Regions from separate parts of the Mus musculus genome. Here all the other regions are linked to region 4. Evidence: chromatin contacts called from public ChIA-PET and promoter capture Hi-C data. All regions are on one chromosome and are shown on one strand. Each heading gives the region's core, a stretch centred on a gene start, on an enhancer-like site or on the middle of the called end of the contact. The rest is flanking DNA. Distances are from core to core; before and after follow the strand shown.

Region 1 (3,204 bases), core at 696-3,195, 200 kb after region 4:
TAGAAAATATTTAACCCCAATCCAAGGCTTCTACCCTACCTTTGATCATTCATTTCCCAGATAATAAAAGACACTTTTATTATTTACAATAAGCTTTAATCAGCACTAGAGCTGGGTAGATATTTACCCTCTATGCTATTAGAATCTACTTTCCTATTGATAACCCCAAATTATTACTTACTATATTTCATCTGGGCTGCTCTTAACTCCAATTGGCCAGCCCTCAGGGCCATGCTTTTTTGACTCCTAACTCATGGCATCTTTCTTCTCTCTTTACTCTCTTCTCCCCACCCCTGCCACCCTCCCCCCTGCCATGGCTCTCCTCCAACCACAAGGCCGAGAACACCAAGTCCCATCTATCTCGATTCTGCCTATCTTTATTCACCAATAAGAAATAACTTGGGGATAAGATCACTTGGGTCTACATGCAGACTCTCTTGCTTCTGGGGCAACTAGGCCTTGGGGGCCCCATTAAGCATTACAATACATAGCAACAGACCAAACCTCTGTTCACTCAAGCACCTCAGAAATCAGCAGAGTCCAGCAAGAAGGCTTTTTCCAGGAGCTACTGTCATTGTGAGGTCTAACAAAGGCTCTGAGAATAGGCCTAGAAAACATCATTGTGCTAGCTATTATTACTTCAAATGCCCCACTGTGGATCTCCATGCAGCTCCTTTAGTATTTGTCTCAGTTTTTTTTCTCTTAGTTACCCTTTGTGATTGCATTTGACCCAAATAGGTTGACTGTCTTTTTGACTAGTTTAAAGATATTTGGGGCTTTAATTACATCTGCAACATCTTCCATATTTGCTTCATAATATAACTTAACCACGGGAGTATTATCCTATTACTCGTTAACTTCCCATAGGCAGGCAACTAGATAGAGCTATGTAATGCATAAACATGGAGGTGTGTGTGCAGGAACCTTACGAGCCATTGTACAACTGTACTTATTATAATAGCTCTACAATGTCAATAATCTCTTATTCCTTTGCTAGATCATAAGCAAAGAAATGGATAAAAATAAGAGACTGGGTATGTATATGCACATATATCTTATATGTAATTCTAGGTAAAAATTAATATGATTCTGCATGTTTTTTTTTCAAATACCCTTAGTGTATTTATTGTTCTTCCTTCTCTCTCTCATCCTCTCACCTCCATATTTATAGCCTCCTAATTTTTTCATTTCCCCTTTCAGAGTACCCGTGTTCTGCTTCAGAAATGTACCTATGAGCTCTCAACAATACAGTTGCCTAAGCAAAGCCAATATAGTGACACCACCAGTTGTCATGTCAATGTGGGCAAGGAAACTTTCACATGGTCCCACCCCTAGACAAAGAGCTGCAGGTGAGAGGGGGAGAATCAGTTTCCTCCAGGGACAAACTCCTACAGAGATTGTACAATCCTAAGTGACCATCCCTGTAAATGTGCTCATGTGAACAAACCGACATGGACTCAGTAGGTTATATACTCATGGGTGTACACACACACACACACACACACACACACACACACACACGTACGTACGTATATTCATGTAACAGTCACAAGTGAGGAGGCGATCATGAATTCTGGAGAAGGACCTGGGAGGAATTGGAGGTGAAGGGGCAGGAGTCATATAGATTCAATGCTTTCGTATGAGTTTTTAAAAACTTATTTTTAAGGAAGAAAATTACTTTGCACATGTCTGTTTTGGTTCACAGAAGACTTACCATTATGCTAAAATAAGAGTGGAGGAAGCCTTTAGAATTTTCTGAGAAGTCATACAACTTATGCTGGGCTGAGAATCCAGGCTGAAAGTCCTCTCTGGTGCTTATCACGTCACCTAGGTCAGTTGAGGAGCTGCTTGGCACCTCTTTGATTCGGGCACTCTCTCACCACAGGGTCTCCACACACCCATCTCTAGCTCCTGGCAAATACTCAGAACCTAACACCTGGGCACCATGTGATCTCCACTGTTTATGAAGAGATCAAGGGCATCCTGGGTGAGGGAAGTGAAGGGCTGAAGAAACAGCATCTAAAGCTGAATGTAAGGACTTCAGAAGATGACTAGAAGACCTCACTTCGACGGTGGTGGTGTTAGCTCTTTTGTTTTTTGTTTTTGTCTTATTTTAGTTTGGTTTTCGGCTTGGATGTATGAAATACCAGAGTAGTTATGTATTCTTTAACAAATATCGTTCTATTCTAGCATTCATTAGCTCCATTCTCCTTCTAGTGGACATGGCCCTGTTCTGAGACATAACTCAGAATGGATTCAGTCAGTATTTTTTTGTGGTACCTATATTGACATACAATTTCCACACCATAGGATTCACTCATTTAAAGTATAGACTTTAAAAATCCTTGCCACATGCATAGTTGTATAACCATCTGTTATCGCCTAATTCCAGAACATTTCTCATCAACCCCAAAAGAAACCATGCCCCCCTTTATCAGGCTCATCTCATTTCCTTCCTATACACCATTCAGTTTTGACTGCAGCAAGATTTCTGTCCCCCAAATTTTCCCAGCCTAGTGACGCACCTCCAGGGGAGGAGATCTGAAGACTAGTGTGAAGGTCTGTGTGCATTCTTGGTCAGCTGTCTGATGGTACAGACCTCTCTTTCAGCATCTCCATTTATTAGACTTAAAATGAAGGAGTTTGGACCATCAGAGGAGTCTTTGTTATTCTTGTAATCCACCCACAAAACACTCTGTAAACAAGGTACACATTTAGTTCAACAGCTCACCCTCCTCTCTTGCCCGCCCCCCCCCCCCCGTGTGTGTGTGTGTGTGTGTGTGTGTGTGTTTGAAAATCCTTGTGAATGTGTGTGTGTAGGCAAGAATGTGATGTGATGTTGGGTGTTTTCTTGACTCCCTTTTCAAGTGTTGAGCTTTCTATTTCTGCTAGACTGGCTATCCAGCAAGCTCCACAGATCGCCTGGCTATCTCCAGGCCTTCCTTCCCTGCCTGTCCCTCAGCATAGGGTTACAGAGTACGCTGCCATGTGGGACTTTTATGTGATTGCCTGGGATCTGAGGACAGGTCCTGGGACTTTCACAACAAGCACTTTACCTTCTTAAAAATCCTTCTAGTCCTCAGCCCACAGCCCAGCATTCTTATCCCTTCTCATCATGCCTTGACCTGTTCTCCTTATCTGCAATGCTTCCCACCCATTTAGAACCAACCTCAGCTGTTTCTCCTCCAGGAATCCCTATGTAGT
Region 2 (2,989 bases), core at 24-2,523, 140 kb after region 4:
GCAATGAAATAAGGTTATGGTTGGGGGTCCCCACAACATGAGGAAATGTAAAGGGTTACAGAATTAGGACGACTGAGAACTACTGCCTTGGTTTTCTATTGCCAACTTGTCTGTACATGATGGTTCTTTGGCATTCAGACCTACAAATCTCTATTGTTTTGCAAACCAATGTTAAAAAACATGAAGACCAAACCAAAAGTCAGGAGAAGAAAACACAAAAAAAGAAAAAGATGTTTGTCCCAGATGGGAACAATGTGGACATTTGATTTTCTGACTCTGGCCCTCCTTAAAGATTATAAATGGATCCAATACTACTCTCCACTGCCCACCAGTGTCTTTACATCAAAGTCCACTCACATTTTTGTTTAGGAACTTAAAATGTACTCATAATGTAGTGTAGCTACAATCTTTTCTAAATATTAGGACTTGCAACGAGGTCTGATAAGCAAGTCTGAGCACCCAAATCTTGAGATTTTTTTTTAGGTATTTACTTCATCTATTCAAATGCTTTCCCTAAAGTCCCCTATACCCTCCCCCTGCCCCACTCCCCTACCCACCCACTCCCATTTCTTGGCCCTGGCATTCCCCTGTACTGAGGCATATAAAGTTTGCAAGACCAAGGGGCCTCTCTTCCCAATGATGGCCAACTAGGCGATCTTCTGCTACAAATGCAGCTAGAGACACGGGCTCTGGAGGTACTGGTTAGTTCATATTGTTGTTCCACCTATAGGGTTGCAGACCCCTTCAGCTCCTTGGGTACTTTCTCTAGCTCCTCCTGTGTTCCATCCAATAGCTGACTGTGAGTATCCACTTCTGTGTTTGCCAGGCCCCGGCATAGCCTCACAAGAGACAGCTAGCTATATCAGGGTCCTTTCAGCAAAATCTTTTAACACACAGCTCTTTTGTGATCTGGCACTGGATGTGGAGGCGTGGGCGGCAACGACTGTGTTTACCATAGTTGCTCTTCCTGTGTCTGGGGAAAGGTTTTGAGGTTTTAAAGGGGTTGATTATCTTTAAAGAAAAAAGCTACTGTTCTTGTCAGCATTTGTAAGTCTTAAGAGCTCACCTCCGTGTGAAAAAACTGTATTTGGACTGCCCTAAAGTTGGAGACAGCGGGGAGCTGGTGAGGAAAGTTTGCCAGAATGAGATTTCAATAGGGGCTCTAGAAGGCATTGACCTCTGGATGCCTTTCTGTATGCTAAACCAGTTCAGCAGATGGTTTGAGGTTTGCCCCTCCTTCCGTGTCATAAAAATTCAGAAACCAGTGGCCTCTGCTTGTCACTTCTCAGTGCTACAACACAATGCTGCAGTACTGACAACTTCAGGAACACACAGTTAAGCTCCTCCTGCCTGCCTGTCTGCCTGCAGGCCTCATCTGTTTCTAGGCCAGCCTCTGTTTGGTCACATTGGCTTTGACTCTTCCTTCAGATTGGGACCATCAAATGCTGCATCCCCCTTTCTGGGAGTGTAGCACTGGGCCAGGCCAATCCGAATTTCTAATCACTTGATAAAATAAGATTTACCGTGAAAGAATACACACTAATTTTCCATGGACAATCCTGCCTGTGGCCTGAGTCAGATCTCTAGTCTGTTCTACCATGTTTTCTACCTGAGACTGGATGAGCAGAACTGGCCTTCTCCGTTCTTCAGCTGAATCCATGAAGTCAGTACATATACTCCTAAGTGAAGTATGCCTACCATGTCCATATACCTCAATACTAGTTGCACTACAGGATCAGTGATGTCCCTCTGAGTAATTATTTAGTAATGGTAAATATTACTTATTTATTCAATTTTTATTAATTAAAATAAATTTAAATTTAAATATATTTGATCATACTCTTCCCCTCCTCCAAGTCCACCAAGATCTTCTATTCCTCCCTACCCAGTCAGCTTCAAGATCTTTCTCAAAAATCAAACCCAAATCCTACAAAACCTAGACAACGAAATACGAGAAGAGGAGAGGAGAGGAGAGGAGAGGAGAGGAGAGGAGAGGAGAGGAGAGGAAAGAAAGACCAAACTGTAACCATATCGAAGCATACAAAAATCTGTGGAGTCCATTATTTGCTGGTCAGGGAAATGGGAAGTCTTACCTCAATAATGACAACTATAATGTTGTTACTAAATATATGATATGTTATAAATTGTCTTAAAAGTCAACTGTGATGGGCTAGATTCTACAATGTGAATGTGTATATGCATATGCATATATTAAACCGTCATATACCATAACTATCAACAAATTTGCTTGTCAGTTCAAAAGAAAAATAGCAGTACATTTTAATTTTATGTGCAAAACAATCAGTTGTATAGTATAAGTTAAGAATTCAAAACTGGGCCAGAATTTAGGATCCCAGTGCTTCTAGTAATTAAGTGATTAAGAAATTTTCTGGGAGCCGGGCAGTGGTGGTGCACGCCTTTAACCCCAGCACTTGGGAGGCAGAGGCAGGCAGATTTCTGAGTTCGAGGCCAGCCTGGTCTACAGAGTGAGTTCCAGGACAGCCAGGGCTATATACAGAGAAACTCTGTCAAAAAGAAAAAAAAGAAAAGAAAAAAGAAAGAGAGAGGGGGGGATGGAGGGAGGGAGGGAGGAAGGAAGGAAGGAAGGAAGGAAGGAAAGAGAGAGAGAGAGAAAGGAAGGAAGGAGGGAAGGAAGGAAGGAAGGAAGGAAGGAAGGAAGGAAGGAAGGAAGGAAGAGAAATAAAAATAAAAAGAAAAATAGAAGAAATGTTCTGGAGCTGGAAAGACAGCTCAGCAGTTAAGAGTTCATACTACTTTTTTTTGCAAAGGATCCCAGCCCCGAAGTCTGCTTGCTGTCACTGTCTGTAACTGTGGTTATCTCCAGTGGGACCCAAAGCCTCTGGCCTCCTCAAATATCTACACTCAGGTGCACATACACATTCTCTCCTAGCCACATATAATTAAAAAATAAAATAAAAATAAAATGTTAAAAGATAAGAAGAAATAAACTTGCTTTTGGTTCATAGTT
Region 3 (3,003 bases), core at 25-2,524, 180 kb after region 4:
TTCTGAACAATTTCTTCTTGTCTTAAGGGCAAATTCTTAACTTTCAAAACAAGAACCAATACAAGTATAGTGGAACATGTGTGTAATCTCTATATTTGTAGGATGAGGCAGGAGTGTTCCTGTGAGTTAGAAGCCAGTTTCGTCTATCTAGAGAGTTCCAGACCATTCTGAGCTACAGTATGAAACTGTCTCAAAAAGGGGGGAAAAATCCAAACTTAACCAAATAAAATCAAAACAAAATATAAGGTGGAGTTTGCCAATAGCTTTGCCTGTCATTTAAAGTTCACTTAAATTTGACAGCACATTTGAGTCTATATGGGTTACAACTTCCCCATTATCCCTTAGCATTTCATAACACAGCCCATATGGCCCTCAGTGGATATGAGCCAGCACATGGAAACAGCGTAGATCCTGAAGTTACTGTTCTTAGCTAGTCTGCTCCCTTCCTAATCATTTAAGCATGGAAAATCTCCTCCGCGGAGCACAGAGCAGCTTACAGTGGCAGTTGGCATTGAAGAGTTGCACAGATAGCACCATTCTGACTTTAAAAATCAATCGGCAGATTGGGAGCATAGTTCATGTCTGTACTCATCCAAAACACAATGGAATTTCAGATCAAATCAATGTTCCTTTTTTTCTGGCTCACCTTTTAAAGTTGTTTTCATGGGGCTCATTTTTTTAAAGTTGTCTTCGTGGGGGGAAATAGTTCACTTTGGGGAGCAACTTTTAGGAACTAACTAGCATGTACTATGTGCCAGGCATAGTTTATCTCCTCTTCAGGGCTAGAATCATTTGATCTGTGCCATGGGTACTATGTCTACCTCTATTTCCCTGGGACAGAAAAAGAAATGAAAATATGAAGTGACATGTGCAGAATCTCAGAGCAGTTAAGAGCTAAGCTAAGATTTGAAGCCAGGCTGTCTGATTGCACATTCCAAGATCTTAGTCAGAGGTAAGGTTCTACTTTCTAGGCAACAAACATTATGCCACAACAAACATTATCCACTTTCTACTGTTCTCCATCATTTAGGTAGAACTTAATTCAAACCGTCCTAGATCAATAAGAACCCCCAATTTAGCTAATTAAGGCTTGTAGGTCACCTTACCTTATCCAATCTTCTATGAAGATACACAGCAAAAAGCACAGATCCAATCATTTGGGTGATAAGGAAAACAGTAAGTAAATACATAAAAATCTTCATGCTCGCTGGAAGTCCAGTTGCCACGGATCTGGGGGAAGGTTGGCTGTATGTTTCTATCATGCTGACTGAAAGCTGAAATGGTGTCTTCTGACCAAGAATGGGACAGAGGCAGCATGAGAAGACTGTCAAAGTGGCCGCCTTACTCAGGATTAGTTAAGAGCGCACAATCGTCGCAACCCACACTTCCTGGAAAATGTGCTTCGTAGTCTTCTGTCCCAGCAAAAAAAGTTACGTAAAGGGTTTTTCTTTTCTTTTCTTTCCTTTTCTTTTTTTAAATCACACCCATATCATTCACTTCCAGGCTTTCCCTTTTGTTAGTAAAGAAGAAACGGGTTTCTTCTTCCATACATTCATTCTTGCCTTGAAATGTCAGACTTCTTAAAAGACAATGGCAGTATTTTTCCTATTGCTCTCTAAAGTTTGGGGTTCACCAGTTTCAAGGAAAGTGACAAATGAGTCCACTAGTAATAAACTTATTTCAATTTCAATCTTACTAACATAAATCTGGAACCTGGTATAAAGTTAAAGGACTAGATGTTAGCAAATATAAGGACTGATTTCATGTCCAGTGTGCCGCCCCTTAATTGCTTCTCAGGACTTTGATTCTTTAATCTCTAAGCTCAATAAAATCTTTCTAGCTTTACTAGTCAAAACTACATGTCATAAAGCAAAAAAAGGGCTCCACATTTATTAAATAAGATGTAGCTAGAAAGAGAATTTATGTAAAAAACAAACCAATAAAAACGTTGGTGAAAAGCAAAGCTAGCTACGGTGTTTGGGAAATCAGACAGAAACTTGGGGACTGAAGCTAAAGGCAATGATTAGCCTAATTCGGCCACATTCTCTGTCTTCACAGTTACAGTCCACTATACTGATATGTAGCTAAGGATATGAAAACTGAGCTTCAGCTGAGAAACCTGGATTCTAGTCCTTGCTGTACTAATAAATTCCTACGAACTCCCAGTAAGTCACTTTGCCTCTCACTCTCCCCTACACAAAGGGCTTTGCCTAACCCATAGGTTTTGGAGAAGACAGACTAAAGATGCTAAGGAAAAAGACTTTGGAGGCATCTCACACAATATATAGTTATCCCTATTTTTTTTAACAGTTTTCATACCCTATGAAATGAGTTTTCCAAATGATTCCTAACTCTTTATATGATGAACAAACTAAGCTGAGGCCAAACCACCTCAGGTTGTGACACTGTTTTCGGAAGTATACATGTATGAATGGCCATTGTGATGTCATATCAGATAACCTTCAAACTAATACAGCTGTGGAAATCTCTCTCCCACATCCCAACTTCCTGTATAGAAACTGGTAAAATTGCTTTGGTGATTCCTACAAACTTGTTTCAAGAGACAAATAGGAAATATAAACACTGCTCTGCTAGGGATGCTGTCTGTGTAGTTAGCACCTGCTGTCTTCTCCTCCCACGCCTCAGCATCCTGTCCTGGGCCCAAACCTGTGCAGTTTTTTTTTTTTTTTTTTTACTACATCTGCTAAGGGGGTGGCTTCAAAGCAAATGATAAACTTTGATCAGTCAAGTCAGAAGCATTGGTTCTTAGACAAGTGATCATAGCTTGGGCTCAAGGCTGTGTTCCAGGTCAACTTGACATAATTATAGAAAGTTCAGTTTACAAAGGCCTTGTGAAGATCAGCTTGGCACAGCCAAGCTCAAGGGAGAGGTTGGTACAGGCACCTTGGACAGGCAATCAGGGTTTGCTTTTGTGATCAACTTCAAGAAAGTGTTGTAAAACCTCCCTGCTCCCACTTTTTCATCTCTAGACTCCTGAAGCCT
Region 4 (3,008 bases), core at 20-2,519:
GTCATTGTCGCATTACCTGGTCCACAGTCTGTAAGTCATTCTAATAAATCTTTCCACATATCTCATATATATTTGATTTTGAATTGAATTTTTGTTATGTATCAGAAACCTTTTATTATTGCCACTTTTACTACTATGCCCACATTCAATTCTATCACCCCATATGAGGAAATATGATCCATAGTATAAAAGGCTGGTATCTAAAATCGTTTTTCTTGGGAGGCAAAGACAGGGATCTCCAGCCTGGTCTGCAGAGCAAGTTGTAGGACAGCCAGACAGGAACAGAAAAAGAAAAAAGGAAAAAGGAAAGAAAAGAAATGAAAAGAAAATCCCCTCTAGGTTAAATTGTTATTTTTCTTTCACAAGCAGATAAAAATTTAGAATGCAGAACCTGGTCTGGTAGCTCATGCCTGTAATTCCAGCACTTGGAAATCTGAGGCAGGATCAGAGCTGTGAATTCCAAGACCACTCTCAGCCTGACTGGTACTGTCTCAAAACACAAAACAAATTAAGAATGCTCACTTAAAGTTCAAGCATGCTTGGTAGCATTTTTTTTTTTTTGTTTGGTTTGGTGTTTGAGACAGACTCTAACAAAGCCAGTCTGTGCTGAAACGCGTAACTGCCCTACTTCAGCGTCCCAAATACTGGGATGAAATGTGTGGGTAAGCACTCCCAACTATCGTCAGGGATTTTTGTTTGACAGTCTTAACCCCGAGGCACCTGACTCTGGTCTCACTTGCACAGAAATCAAGTAGGTACTCAGTAATCGTTCTATATGAATGATATTTTTGTAATGTCATCAAGTTCTGTTTTCACTTAACACTTACTTAACAGATTCTTCCAATGTATTACTTATTGCTCAAGAAAATTTAGCCAGTTATTGAGTATCAACGAAACTTCTTTGTTTCTTATTTCTATAACGTTGGCATTCTACCGTTTTTTCACATTGCTTTTGGAATTAGGATTTTCATGCAAAAGTAAAAGTTTTGCGCCTTGTTTGACCTAATAGGTTGCTCAATAAATTTACTTCTCTAGTCAATAAATCCCGTCCAGTGTTTTAGCATATTTAGCGAAGCTAAAAGGCGCCTTGGAGGAGAATGGATGGGGGCAGGGCAAACGGTTAAAATCCGGCACCGGCCAGAACTTTAAGAGACACAGGAAAGAGGCGGAGTGACTAGTGAATGACAAAGGGAACAGCCAATGAAGAATCTGGGAACCACTCCCTCCCCTCCCTTCGTGCTTCAAATTCTAAGCTTAATTTCCATCCGGGTTCTTCAGCCTCGTTCCCGGGTAGTATAAAGATTGCAGTCTCCTTTGTTCGCCCTCGTTGCGCAGTCGTCCTAGCGTCATTTCTGTTCCGTTCTGAAAATCGGTAGCTGTCACTGGTGCGGCGCTGCTCGGGAGGTCCGGTCGGCGAGCTCAGAGGAGCTTGAGACCGTCGCAGTCCCCTCGGGTAGGACTTTCCTTTCCTTGGCCTGTTTTCCATACAGACTTGTTAGAGCTGGATGTCATTTGTTTCCCGGGAGATAGTGGCGGCGGGCGCCATTTTAAGACACCCAAAGGTGTCAACCTATTTAAAGCAGAAGGGGTGGAAGCAGCACATTATGGGGTCAGTTATCTGAGTGCGTCTCCCGGAGGTTTGGCTGTCCCCTGTCGCGGGAGGGCGGAGGGCGCAGCTTTGTAGGTGGGGCGGGACGTGCTGGGACCGCGGGAGTAACACCAGAATAGCGTCCGTGCTAATGATAGGCTGGTGGACTTCTGAGGCTTCCTCTGGTCCTTGGCGGCAAGGAGAGGAAGCTTTCTGAGTTTTCGCTGCAACTGTCAATGCAAAAGTTAGTTCGTCCGGAGGCTGTTGGTGGTTCTGGGTTCGTTCCAAGTGTCGCCATTTTGTCTTTAACACGCGGTTTTTAATGAGTCTTAATTAGGTGTCAGGACTGGAAAAGAGTGTTAAGAGTGTGTGATTCTGAGTTCCGTTATCTTCGGACTCTGGCACTTTTTCTTTTCGATCGGATAACTAACAATCTTTCGTTGGGCTAGATGCAGCGACTTTGTCCTAAGGTAGAGATTTGTCCCTAAACTTAACTAGGGAATCTAAATGTGGAAAGGGCTTGCTCCTTACTTGGTGTGTCTGGCTGGTGACCTTGAATGAATAGGAAGTCTTTTATACCTTTGGCTTCGGGTTGGGGGCGGTGGGGCGGATAGCAAGTAGGTTGATAGGTAACGGAATGTTTTAAAGATAAGAGATCAAGACCATAGCCAGGTGTGGTGGCCCCCTTCTGTTAATTCCTGCACTCTAAGGTTGCAATCTTATATTAAAAGTAAAATACATTTAAAAGTAGCCTTTTTAAGTGTTGAGTAGCTCTTCATTGACTAAAAGCAGGGCAGATGAAGATGGTAAATTAGGCAGGCCCTTTTAACCCTGTTAATGAAAATTGCGCTGCACTGTTAGCCAAAGTATTTCAATTGATTTTCTACCACACTTGAGGTTTATTGGTATCTTTAGTTACTAAAGAATAAAGATTTTAACAAAACATGAGCCATAATTAAGCTGTTCAATAAACTTTGGGGACTTTCTACAGAGAGATAATAATACCATTTTTCAGCAGACCCCCATCGGTTAAGAGGAAAAATGGTTGAAGCAGATCGCCCAGGAAAGCTCTTTATTGGTGGGCTTAATACAGAGACGAATGAGAAAGCCCTTGAGGCAGTGTTTGGCAAATATGGACGAATAGTGGAAGGTGAGTTATCTAAAATCGTATGATATATTAATAAAATTAAAAGACAAGCTGTGATGAATTTGAATCCACTGATCTTCCGACATGATAAATGCATTGTCCTCTAAGAAGTTCTGAGCTTGCTTCTCGCAGATGTGCGCTGATTATCTTTGTTTGAATGAAACTAAACCCCACCCCCCCAACTGTTTCAGTTCTTTTGATGAAGGACCGAGAAACGAATAAGTCAAGAGGATTCGCTTTTGTCACTTTTGAAAGCCCAGCAGATGCAAAGGA

Evidence for each region. ChIA-PET counts read pairs in DNA pulled down with a chosen protein or histone mark. Capture Hi-C pulls out chosen DNA fragments and counts their contacts.
Region 1: an RNA polymerase II ChIA-PET map of memory CD8 T cells shows a contact between it and region 4, with 53 read pairs. The contact joins the enhancer-like site here to the promoter of Rbmx in region 4. A contact is called at or near these places in 1 of 39 promoter capture datasets (pre-B cells), 1 of 484 Hi-C or Micro-C datasets (granulocyte-monocyte progenitors), 2 of 115 datasets of contacts at active chromatin or transcription factors (effector CD8 T cells and memory CD8 T cells) and 1 of 9 other capture datasets (liver).
Region 2: a contact with region 4 is called in an RNA polymerase II ChIA-PET map of memory CD8 T cells, with 74 read pairs. The contact joins the enhancer-like site here to the promoter of Rbmx in region 4. A contact is called at or near these places in 9 of 39 promoter capture datasets (3T3-L1-derived adipocytes, the C10 cell line, the HPC-7 cell line and 5 more), 8 of 484 Hi-C or Micro-C datasets (B cells, CD4 T cells, Th1 cells and 5 more), 5 of 115 datasets of contacts at active chromatin or transcription factors (the 230-238 cell line, the SCID.adh cell line, bone marrow-derived macrophages and 2 more) and 4 of 9 other capture datasets (adipose tissue, liver, macrophages and 1 more).
Region 3: a promoter capture Hi-C map of adipose tissue shows a contact between it and region 4. The contact joins the promoter of Cd40lg here to the promoter of Rbmx in region 4. A contact is called at or near these places in 14 of 39 promoter capture datasets (the 3T3-L1 cell line, 3T3-L1-derived adipocytes, the C10 cell line and 9 more), 1 of 115 datasets of contacts at active chromatin or transcription factors (memory CD8 T cells) and 2 of 9 other capture datasets (adipose tissue and liver).

The regions. Positions count from the first base shown.
Region 1 is chrX:57,188,287-57,191,490 of GRCm38.p6, reverse strand. No RefSeq gene overlaps it. Among named protein-coding and RNA genes, the nearest start is that of Gm14718, 11 kb to the left of the region's middle. Within about 2 kb of position 1,945, at least 26 of the 459 cell types and tissues checked have an H3K27ac peak or open chromatin away from gene starts, as enhancers often do. A contact at or near this core is called in memory CD8 T cells, where this site is marked.
Region 2 is chrX:57,251,820-57,254,808 of GRCm38.p6, reverse strand. The region is part of intron 10 of Arhgef6 (Rac/Cdc42 guanine nucleotide exchange factor (GEF) 6); the gene reads left to right. Among named protein-coding and RNA genes, the nearest start is that of Cd40lg, 41 kb to the right of the region's middle. Within about 2 kb of position 1,273, at least 23 of the 459 cell types and tissues checked have an H3K27ac peak or open chromatin away from gene starts, as enhancers often do. A contact at or near this core is called in Th1 cells, effector CD8 T cells and memory CD8 T cells, where this site is marked.
Region 3 is chrX:57,210,414-57,213,416 of GRCm38.p6, reverse strand. It overlaps Cd40lg (CD40 ligand), which reads right to left and starts at 1,274. Exons shown (of 5, transcript NM_011616.2): 1 at 1,107-1,274. The coding sequence starts at 1,262.
Region 4 is chrX:57,391,297-57,394,304 of GRCm38.p6, reverse strand. Rbmx (RNA binding motif protein, X chromosome) reads left to right here and starts at 1,269. Exons shown (of 9, transcript NM_011252.4): 1 at 1,269-1,453; 2 at 2,607-2,738; 3 at 2,927-3,008. The coding sequence starts at 2,630. It overlaps Snord61 (small nucleolar RNA, C/D box 61), which reads left to right and starts at 2,796; the gene lies at 2,796-2,857.